Regions from separate parts of the Mus musculus genome. Here all the other regions are linked to region 1. A link is a contact called in public Hi-C and promoter capture Hi-C data. All regions are on one chromosome and are shown on one strand. Each heading gives the region's core, a stretch centred on a gene start, on an enhancer-like site or on the middle of the called end of the contact. The rest is flanking DNA. Distances are from core to core; before and after follow the strand shown. Region 1 has its middle 34 kb from the start of Gm31639. Region 2 has its middle 17 kb from the start of Mmp12. Region 3 holds the start of Mmp12 (matrix metallopeptidase 12).

Evidence for each region. Promoter capture Hi-C pulls out the DNA fragments that hold promoters and counts their contacts. A called contact is a pair of places that touch in the nucleus more often than the background predicts.
Region 2: a Hi-C map of bone marrow-derived macrophages shows a contact between it and region 1, with 5 times the contacts expected there. The contact joins two enhancer-like sites. A contact is called at or near these places in 1 of 15 datasets of contacts at CTCF or cohesin (pro-B cells), 10 of 484 Hi-C or Micro-C datasets (the C10 cell line, the HPC-5 cell line, bone marrow-derived dendritic cells and 5 more), 4 of 115 datasets of contacts at active chromatin or transcription factors (bone marrow-derived dendritic cells, bone marrow-derived macrophages and neural progenitor cells) and 1 of 9 other capture datasets (bone marrow-derived macrophages).
Region 3: a promoter capture Hi-C map of macrophages shows a contact between it and region 1, with 8 read pairs. The contact joins the promoter of Mmp12 here to the enhancer-like site in region 1. A contact is called at or near these places in 7 of 39 promoter capture datasets (the 3T3-L1 cell line, the C10 cell line, embryonic stem cells and 3 more), 2 of 15 datasets of contacts at CTCF or cohesin (large pre-B cells and pro-B cells), 17 of 484 Hi-C or Micro-C datasets (3T3-L1-derived adipocytes, the BV-2 cell line, the C10 cell line and 12 more), 5 of 115 datasets of contacts at active chromatin or transcription factors (CD8 T cells, bone marrow-derived dendritic cells, bone marrow-derived macrophages and 1 more) and 4 of 9 other capture datasets (adipose tissue, bone marrow-derived macrophages, liver and 1 more).

What each region holds. Positions count from the first base shown.
Region 1 is chr9:7,220,351-7,223,487 of GRCm38.p6, reverse strand. It overlaps a transcript of Dcun1d5 not described here. Among named protein-coding and RNA genes, the nearest start is that of Gm31639, 34 kb to the left of the region's middle. Within about 2 kb of position 1,842, at least 101 of the 459 cell types and tissues checked have an H3K27ac peak or open chromatin away from gene starts, as enhancers often do. A contact at or near this core is called in the BV-2 cell line, CD8 T cells, the HPC-5 cell line and 9 more, where this site is marked.
Region 2 is chr9:7,328,896-7,332,017 of GRCm38.p6, reverse strand. No RefSeq gene overlaps it. Among named protein-coding and RNA genes, the nearest start is that of Mmp12, 17 kb to the left of the region's middle. Within about 2 kb of position 1,412, at least 5 of the 459 cell types and tissues checked have an H3K27ac peak or open chromatin away from gene starts, as enhancers often do. A contact at or near this core is called in bone marrow-derived dendritic cells, bone marrow-derived macrophages and macrophages, where this site is marked.
Region 3 is chr9:7,346,082-7,349,216 of GRCm38.p6, reverse strand. It overlaps Mmp12 (matrix metallopeptidase 12), which reads right to left and starts at 1,843. Exons shown (of 10, transcript NM_008605.3): 1 at 1,679-1,843; 2 at 385-632. The coding sequence starts at 1,792.

The sequences.
Region 1 (3,137 bases), core at 593-3,092:
TAAAAAACTCCATAAAATACATCTAAAAACCAAAGTAATTATTATCATTGCTACCACATTCTCGATAGTGAGATCAATGGCGGGGGGGGGGTGCTTATGTCAAAGAGAGAATTCTATGATGGTAGAATGAGCCATTAGAAAGGAATAGAGCTTTTTTCTTGACACAGTATAGCTTATAGAGACTCTCAACAGCAATGGGGAACATGAACTACTGAATGGTACAGTTTGTTCTTCATTGCCATCATAAGTCATCATAACCAAAACTGACCTGGGGAGATGAGGGTTTATTTGGCTTACAGCTAAGTCCATCATTGGGGGAAACTAAGACAGGATCTCAAATAGAGATCATGGAAGAACACTGCTTCTAGCTTACTTACTCCACTTTGCTCAACTGCTTTTCCTATACAGCCCAGGCCCAAGTGTCTAAAGATGGCACTGCTCACAGTGGGCTGGGCCCTCCTACATTAGCAATTAAGAAAATGTCTTTGCAGACATGCCCACAGGCCAGTCTGATGGAGGCAGTTTCTCAATTGAGATTTCCTCAATTGAGCTCTGTCAAGTTAACAAAACACACCATTTCCTAAAGAAGTCTATTCAGTGTAGTATTATGGTATATACATGATGACCTCAAGAGTGGAAGGAACTGCTATCCTAGAGCCTCATCACTCTTTGAGGAACCTAAAATATCTTTCTTAAAAGGAATGCAAAAATATATAAATACAACCCATTATTTTCAGGAAATAATAAATAGATGACGCAGGCAGAAAGCATTGAGTGATCTCACCCAGTGTCAGTGGGCTCCGTGGTGATGTAGGAAGGGAAACTCCTGGGGAATAGGAAGGATCCAGATTTTAGAAGATAAAAAACAGACATAAGAATATGGCAAAGCCTGTCCCTTGCAGGCTATCAATGGCTTAGCAAATACAAGTTTCCCTCATGAATGCTTTTCTGGAAATTGTTTTGCCCACCTATACCAAGGAAGTTGTGTCTTCATTTACCAAACATTTGTCAATTACTATGTGGCTTTATGTATTAAATGTCCAATGATGTGTAACTCAAAATTGTAGATTATAACGTAGATATTCATTGGAAATCTATGTAACTCTGAGTCCCTATGTTACATGCATTTCACACAATCATTGTAGCGCTGATGCCGCTAACGGCATTTGAAAGTATCACAGAGCTCTTCAGATTCCACAAAGTACTTTCCTGTGCCTCACCAGGAACTTAGGACCACCCAGAAATAATGCAGTTAGACTGGCTGGCTTAGATCTAACTCAGCTGTCTACTGTTGCTGAGGGATATGAGATGACAGACAGCATAGGGAACGCTCAGCAACTAGCAAGCAGGTTTTCTAGGAGGTTGTGAGCCAGTCTTCCCATTTGACTTCTGAATGCTCAATGTTAGGTTTACCATGGTGATCAGAACAACTTTACACATATTGTTCTCTTGAAGTAGAGATGCATACACAGAGCAGTAACAAGTAAAATACTGCTTCGACTGAGTGTCATTTACTATATTACTGGGATTGATCTTGAGGGTTTCTAATATTCCAGTAAGTGGGTGATTCTTTAAATTCACATGTTAAGCAGGAAGGTTCTGTGATGACTAGAATCCAGCCCTTGATGGCTTCTTTGTTCTAGTTGTCATTCTTTCCCCTTCATTCCTGGGTCTCGGCTGGAGGACGCACAATTTCTCAGCAAGCTAACATGACCGGCATTCGCTTACGCTTTGGATACACTTCCTGTTTGGCTGTTTCCCACTCCATATACAGACACGAGCAGTCCCTTACCCTTCCTAGTTTCTAAATGACTTTTTTACACAGGCCACAAAACTGGTACAGTCACAACAGTTGGTGTCATTTCCGTTTGACTTTTTTTTTTCTGTGTTTCTTCTGCCCAATGGCAGATATAAGAGAATCAGAAAGGGGGAACTGTAGTAACTTGAAGAAAACAATGTTCTAGTACTAGGCAAAGTCTAGAGGAGTTACACAATTGCACTTAATCTACACAGGAAACTGCACTAAGCCATAGCTTTATTTTAATGAAATACATTTCTTTAAACCACTACAACAGGGCTTTCAAGTGATTACTTTTCTTTCAGTTTTACTGAAAGTCAAACTGCTTATGTTAAGGAAGACAGTTTCAGCAGTTTAGTTTCAGTCAGACCCTGAAAAGCTAGAAGCAGAAGCAGATGTTAGTGCAGACACATAGGAAGGACAGGAGGGAGAATAAATGAAGGCGAAACTGAGAAAGCAGAGGAGTGTCAGGAGGGGACATGCTGCCCCCAGCAGGCAGTGTGGGATGGGCTCCCTTACACATACACACTAAACACATGCTTTCAAAAATCGTCAAAATGTACTTAACCGTAAGAATTTGGTTATCGCCATACTTTATAACCCATGTCCTTGGACAGCACGCTCTCAACAAGTATTTTCTGAATCAAATCAATGTCACTTCTACAGTGGCTTCTATTGTATCCTGTAGCCACTGTGAACAACAGTGTCAGGTTAGGTAAGGAAAGGCACCCAAGACTGGGTCCAGATAACAATTACTACGTTACAGTTGAGGTCATAGATACATAAAATCAAGCAAAGAGAAAAATGTATATTCTTTAAATGACCTTTATTGATTTTATATTCTAAAACTGTTACATACTGATTTTATTACAGAAAAAAAAAAACAATAAGAGAAAAACTCTGTTACCCAGAAGTTATCATTTTTTACAGTCGGTGCTCAACCTTTCCAGTCTTTTCCTTGTACATGCCCTGTTTTAAAGCACACTATCACATTGTTTATGGTGATTTAAAATGTCATTTTCACTCGCTAATATGGCATGGTATAAGATGGTATAACACTCCAAGGTGCGTTAGAAGTTACATTGCAACATTTATATAACTGCCCCAAGTTAAAAATATTTTTCTCCAGGATACATTTGTAACCAGAATGGCTAGGTAAAAGGATATGAAAGCTGCTAAGAGTTTTGAATATATCTTCTTAGGTGCCTTATAAAAAAATGCTATGCTAACTTGAAGTTCCTTCAGCAAAGCATAAGAACTATCCCTGTGCCATCAGCAATGGACAGTCATTAAAATACATGCCATTTAAGGATAAAAATATTACAGTTAATAAGCATTT
Region 2 (3,122 bases), core at 163-2,662, 110 kb before region 1:
TGGGGGAAGTTTCTAATCCTCATTGAGAAATCTGAATCATAGTCCACAAACCAAGCTTTTGATGGTTTTTGAGCAAGGGACTGACATAATTATTAAACAAGAAGGATGTTTACAGGCTGTCTGTCTGCTCCTGAACAATGCCTACCCTGCTGGCTGACATTGCCATCCTGTGTATGTTCGTTAGCACTCATGACTAACTTGGAGGTTTTTAGTACAAATAAAAATGAAGCAGTATTTTGGCCTTTCATAATGTTCTAAGTAAAATGATGTGATTATAGGTAGCTTTTATGCAGCTGGGATGTAGATCAGTTGGTAGAGTTTTTGACTAGTATGCACGATGCTCTGTGGTGTGTTGGTACATCTCTTTAACAACAGCACTTGGGAGGCTGACAAAGGAGGAACAAGAATTCAAGGTCCTCTCAGCCTAAGCTAAAATCAGTAAACAAACAAATAAGCAAAGCCTCCTACAAGACAAGATTTTAAGATTCTATACTGTTTTTTTTTCCCAGTGTGATTTGAGATACTTATTAGTTTCTAGCTAGAAAACAGCACACATATTTATTTGACACATAATCTTGATATGTAGACCAGGCTGGCTTACAACTTGCTATGCAGACCAAGATTTCCTAGATCTTAAAGCCATTTTTCTCTTTCTGCCTTCTCAGTACTGGGAGATCAAGAGATGGATATTTTTATTCTTCCACCCTCCATAAAGGTAGAGTAAAAACTAGCCATGGACTAAATATTTAGTGTCTGGTTATTTCTGCACAGAAGATAATTAGTTCCCAGTCAAAAGGCTGGGTGGGCATGAAGAAGTAGTTTTGGGTCTTCTTTGGGTTCGTGTTGTAAACGTCTGAGGTCTACACTCATGGAGGGCAGAAGAATGAAAATATCCATTTCTTGATCTCAAAGACATATTATATTAATAGAGGAGATAAAAGAAGAGATAACTTGAGGAAATAATAAAGCAGCAATCAAGCAGTTGTGAAATAATTCCAAAAGAAAATCAAGAGCTATAGCCAATGTGCCTTCAGCATCTATCAAGTCCCCATCTTCAGTGGTATGAACTTGAGACGACATTGTTTTGAGTCTTTTTTTGAAAACACATTAATTGGAAACCTGCTCAACAGTTCTACAGAGGATGAAGAGAAATAACCCTGGTACTCAAGATGCTGTGACAGAGGGCGCATGAGTGCATGGTCAATGGGGGCTACATAGGAGTTAGGGCAACTTACACATGTCAGTGAGAAGAAAGGAGGGAAGGCAATAAAGGGAAAAAAGAGAAGGTAAAGAAACGAAAATTTGCTTTCTTGTTGCTTAAAAAACAGCTCAAAGGCAAGGGAACTCTAGTCACAACTGAGGTCTAGGTAAGTGAGTCATGCTGTGAAGAAAAATAACTGACTTCTGTGGAACCAGCTACTTCCTAATGTGGGTAATCCTCTCCAAGCACATACCCTAAGCTCGGTTCTCCTGGGTGGAGCCCAAAAGGAGAATGACTATAATAGTTTGTCATGAGGGTCAGCGCATGACCATCTTAATACTAAAAAAACTTAGACCATTCCTCCACCATTTCCGTTCTGTTTTGTCTCTGCTAGCTTCTTGGCACCTTGGAACGTGCACTCTAGGAACAGGAATGACCTCATTTCCTAGAGATCTCTTTAAAGCAACTTGTCTCTATACTGCTTATGTTCAGCATTGACTTGAAAAATCCAGCAGTTCAGTCCTCAGGGAGGAAAAGGAGTGGGGACACAGTCATCTCATAAGAAGATGAGAATGTAGAGATCCATTTGAGTCCCAGCCTGGTCAGCAGGGTCAGGGTGGTGGAGTATTTTGTACACCTGAATGGTCAAGGAAAGAGAGTGCCCAGAATATTTTCATCCTTATATGAAAACATCATTATTTGAAATGTGTTCATTTTCTTTGCATTTCAACCTTCTGAATGTATGAGAATAAAAGAAGTAACCAGATATTCTCTATGTATGGACCCTCTCAGCCTTTTGAAGGATAGCATACATTTCCCATGACTTGTAGTATCTCTCATCCAATCAACACTTAGCTTGACCATCAACTGTGGTCAAAATTTCCACACTAAAGGTCCTAAGTCTTTTTCTTGGGTTCTCTTACTGGTGTGTGTGTGTGTGTGTGTGTGTGCTTTCTGGTAATTGAACATAAAGTCCCATGCATATGCCTTACACTAAGCCTCCATGTGCCATCTTATCCTTCTCAACAGTATTAGATTTTTCTTTAGATTAAAAAAATTTGATAGGCACTGATTGTATGTATTTAGGTACAGTATAAGATTTAAATTCATGTAAACAGTAGATCAATATAACTGGCACATCCGTTGTCTTTAACATCTATTATTTCCTTGTGATGGAAACATTTAAACTTTTCTTTACTATTTATAATGTACAATTAATTGATGCTCTTGGCCATAGTTGCTCTCTTGTGCTCTAGAACAGTAGAATTCATTCATACTACTAGAGTGCACTATGGTGCCCAATGACCATTCTTTATCCCCTCCCCTACTACATACACACAACCCCTCCTAAAGTATAATAAGATAAAACAAAAAAACAATATATTAGAATTGGGAAAAAACAGAAGGAAAAGAGTCCAAGACAAGACGCAGAAATCAAAGACCTACTTGTTGGCACACTCAGGCATCCTATAAAAACACTAAACCGAAAGCTATAATATATGCATGCAAACATGTGCTAGCCCTGTGCATGATGCCTCAGTCTCTCTGAGTTCATATGAGCTTTGATTTAGAGGGCTTCACTTTCTTGGTGTTCTCCATAGAGTTTGTTTGTTTGTTTGTTTGTTTGTTTGTTTGTAGTATTGTGGGGCATTCACTAGAGAAGATTGCTCAGACATGGGTTTCAGCCAATAGAAAGTCTTTAGTAGTCTGCCAGTGACTACACTAGGTGCTTGGGATTCCAGTGTAGCATTGATCTTTTCTCAGGATGAGATTTTAAGCACAAAACCAAAACAAAACAACATAAAACATGTCTGGGTTGACATACTTCAGTTAACAAGAACAGTTAGTCAAAATCAGACCTACAGAAGCCAAAAAGTAATGTTATTAGATTTAGAGACTTTCTCAGAACTATAGACCTTGG
Region 3 (3,135 bases), core at 594-3,093, 130 kb before region 1:
TAGTATGTGCATGCATGTAGAGGCCTGAAGTTGACTCAGGCATCTTCCTGAAACCTGCTCCACTTTCAGTATTGAGGTGAGGTCTCTCAACCAAAGCCAGAGACCCCTGTTTCTACTAGTCTGGCTAGCCAACTTGCCCTGAGCACCCCCTATCTCTGCCTCCCATGTGCTGGGATTACAGACAGCCACTATGCCTGGATTTTACATATCTTCTTGGGATCTGAACTCTTATCCTCAGTCTGAAGTTAACGAATGCATTTGTATTAACAATTTACAGAGGCTACTTTTGGATTTAGAACTACGTTGTAGCTAAATGGTCTAGGTTTCTAGAAGCTACACTCATAGGTAAGTAGAAAAGCTCCCCAGGGCAAACACTGACATTACCTGTAAGTGAGGTACCGCTTCATCCATCTTGACCTCTGGGGCACTGCTCTAAGATGCTGTACATCGGGCACTCCACATCGAGGGATGTGCATTATTGCCAGAGTTGAGTTGTCCAGTTGCCCAGTTGCTTCTAGCCCAAAGAACTGCTGCATTTCCTGGAGTTTTTCTTTTAGGAAGTTTCTATTGGTTTTTGTTTTTGTCATTGGAATTCTGTCCTTTCCATAATCATAAAATCTTGACAAGTACCACTAGATAAAACACAAGCATTGCACACGGTTGTATGCAGCCAGGTTTCTGCTGGGAACCCTGCAAACATGGTCAGTAGTATACTGATATTCTAGAACCAGGTATTTTAATCACAGGCTACATTATTATTATTATTATTACCTAGGGAATCAATTATAAGGAGGAAAAAATAATTTCCTACGCTATTTAAAACATAAATGATTAGTCAGATTACCAAAATTCCAGAGGAAGAACTATTTATTATTCTCCTTCTTCAGACCTGCTTCTAGGTTTTTAAGGAGCCATTTTAGCATCTAGTATATACGGGTACTTGATTGGGGAAGGTAGTTTAGTGGTACAGCAATTATCTAGCATGCTAGCAGGTCTAGGGTTAGTCCCCAGCAGTGGGAAAATCTTGACACAGTAGAAAACTTGAATGAATTCAAAGTAATAATAATGTTAGAAAATAGAGCCAGCTGCTGAGGAGGGCGATACAGAAGGGTCATCTGAGCCCACAAGTTCAAAACCAGACTAGACAACACAGTAGGATTCTGTGTAAAAAAGGAATATATATATAATTTTAGAAAATAGATGTTCAAGTTTTTTTAATTAGAAAAAGGTAAAATTTCACATCTTACTTAAAATACTTATGAATAAATATATGAGATAAATCGCAGAGAGAACATGCTGTAACTATCATAAAATCTTGAAGTGGTCACATGGACTAAGCAAAGTCCAAATCTTGCATTATTACTGGATATTAAACTACTACCTCAAATAAAAGACAAATGGAGTGAGAGACCAATACACAACACTCTATTAGAAATGTAATCTAATTATATTGAGCTAAAGTAATTTAGCCAAAGCTTTTTGTAGATGGTACAATTATTCACCAGTTTAATGACATTCTTTCATCTTTATAATCCTCTCTGGAAAACAAAACATGGTAACAAGAGAGAATCTGTACTGATTTTCAAATCGAATCACACTTTTCAACATACTATTTGCAAATTCAGCAACTATTAAAGATACAGTCAGGCTGGACCAGAGCAATGCTGTCAATACTTACTTCAGCAAATTCACTGTCATTCATGGGAGCAGCCCCACAGGCAGATACCTGTAAGAACACAATCATCATGAGAAATTTCATTGTGCAGACTCCTTTCAGCAGAGTGCAGCTCATCAACCTGTTCCCTCCGACTGCAAGTTCCCTTAAAGCCCCACTTTATATAACCCTAGTACCAGGATCTGTGACCATGAAATCCTCTATCTGACTCACTGTTGATGTCATCCCTTGATTTACTTCAGAATCATGTGAAGTAACAGCAGGTCAAACCATTGTCTAATTCATCACTCATCTCTGTACCTCTCTGTTTCTTACAAATGACCGGTAAATCTTAACTTCCACCTACTTCTACCTGAAGGTAAGACAAAACATCGATAACACAGTAGCCAAAAATACAAACAGAACTCCATTAGCAGAGTTTTGGAAAGCTTGGTATCGACAACTCTCTTTATAATTTATAATATAGGTAAAGTGCTTTAAAGTAAAATTTTAAAAAATGTGTGAAGAAAATATTTTTGCTAGAATACATCAATCCTTTATTTGTTTAAATATCAGAGAAAATTTGTACAATGAGCATGCTTTGATGTTTGCTCTATGTGCAGGCTTGGGTTCTTATATGGATTGAGACTTTTACTCATGGAAGCTGAAATCCAATCCTGACAGGTTGTCTGGGGAGATTCTGGAACTTCGTTCCTCATCTTTCATGCTATTGGAGTTCAGCACTTGCAGCTATGTTGTGAAAGACTTCCTTTCTTTCTGCCGCCTCTCCATTTCTTTCCCCCATGAAGTGTTTAAAGAATAGAAACATTCAGAAATCAAGGATTAAAACTCCCAAAGTACAATTTTGGAATGAGGCTGCTGTGTGGGCAGAGGCTCTGTTCAACACTCACTTAATCCCACCACATGCAGAGTCTACATGAAGAGCCTAGTGCATAGGTATGTGAATGGGTTATAATTTAGACTTCCAATTTCCCTGAATTCAGACATGCTGTCTACTTCCTAGTGTTAATTTTAATTCATCTTTTAGGGGCCATGAAATGATTCAGCAAGCAAAGGCACTTGCTCCCGAAGCTGACGAGCTGAGTTTGATCTCCTGGATGCGACATGGTGAGAACAGATGACTGGAAGTTGTCATCTGGTTTCTACAGGCCTACTATGCAATGCATGTACACAGAGACGTGCACAAGAAACAAACACAAACAAACAAACACACACACACTTAGCTTTAGGTGATCATGCAAAACAACAGATCCAGTAGAGTTTATAGGTGTCCTGTGCCTTGTGATCATTTGTTTTCCTTTTCTTCTAAGATAGGAAGAGGAATCCCCCTGCCCCTGTACTATCCCTGATACTTACCAAATCTTGCCTCTTTTTACGTGAGTGGCTTGACTCTAGGTTCCACTTGAGATGAGAACTATTTAACTATTTAACTTCCTTATGCTCTTGTGACAGTTAAATGA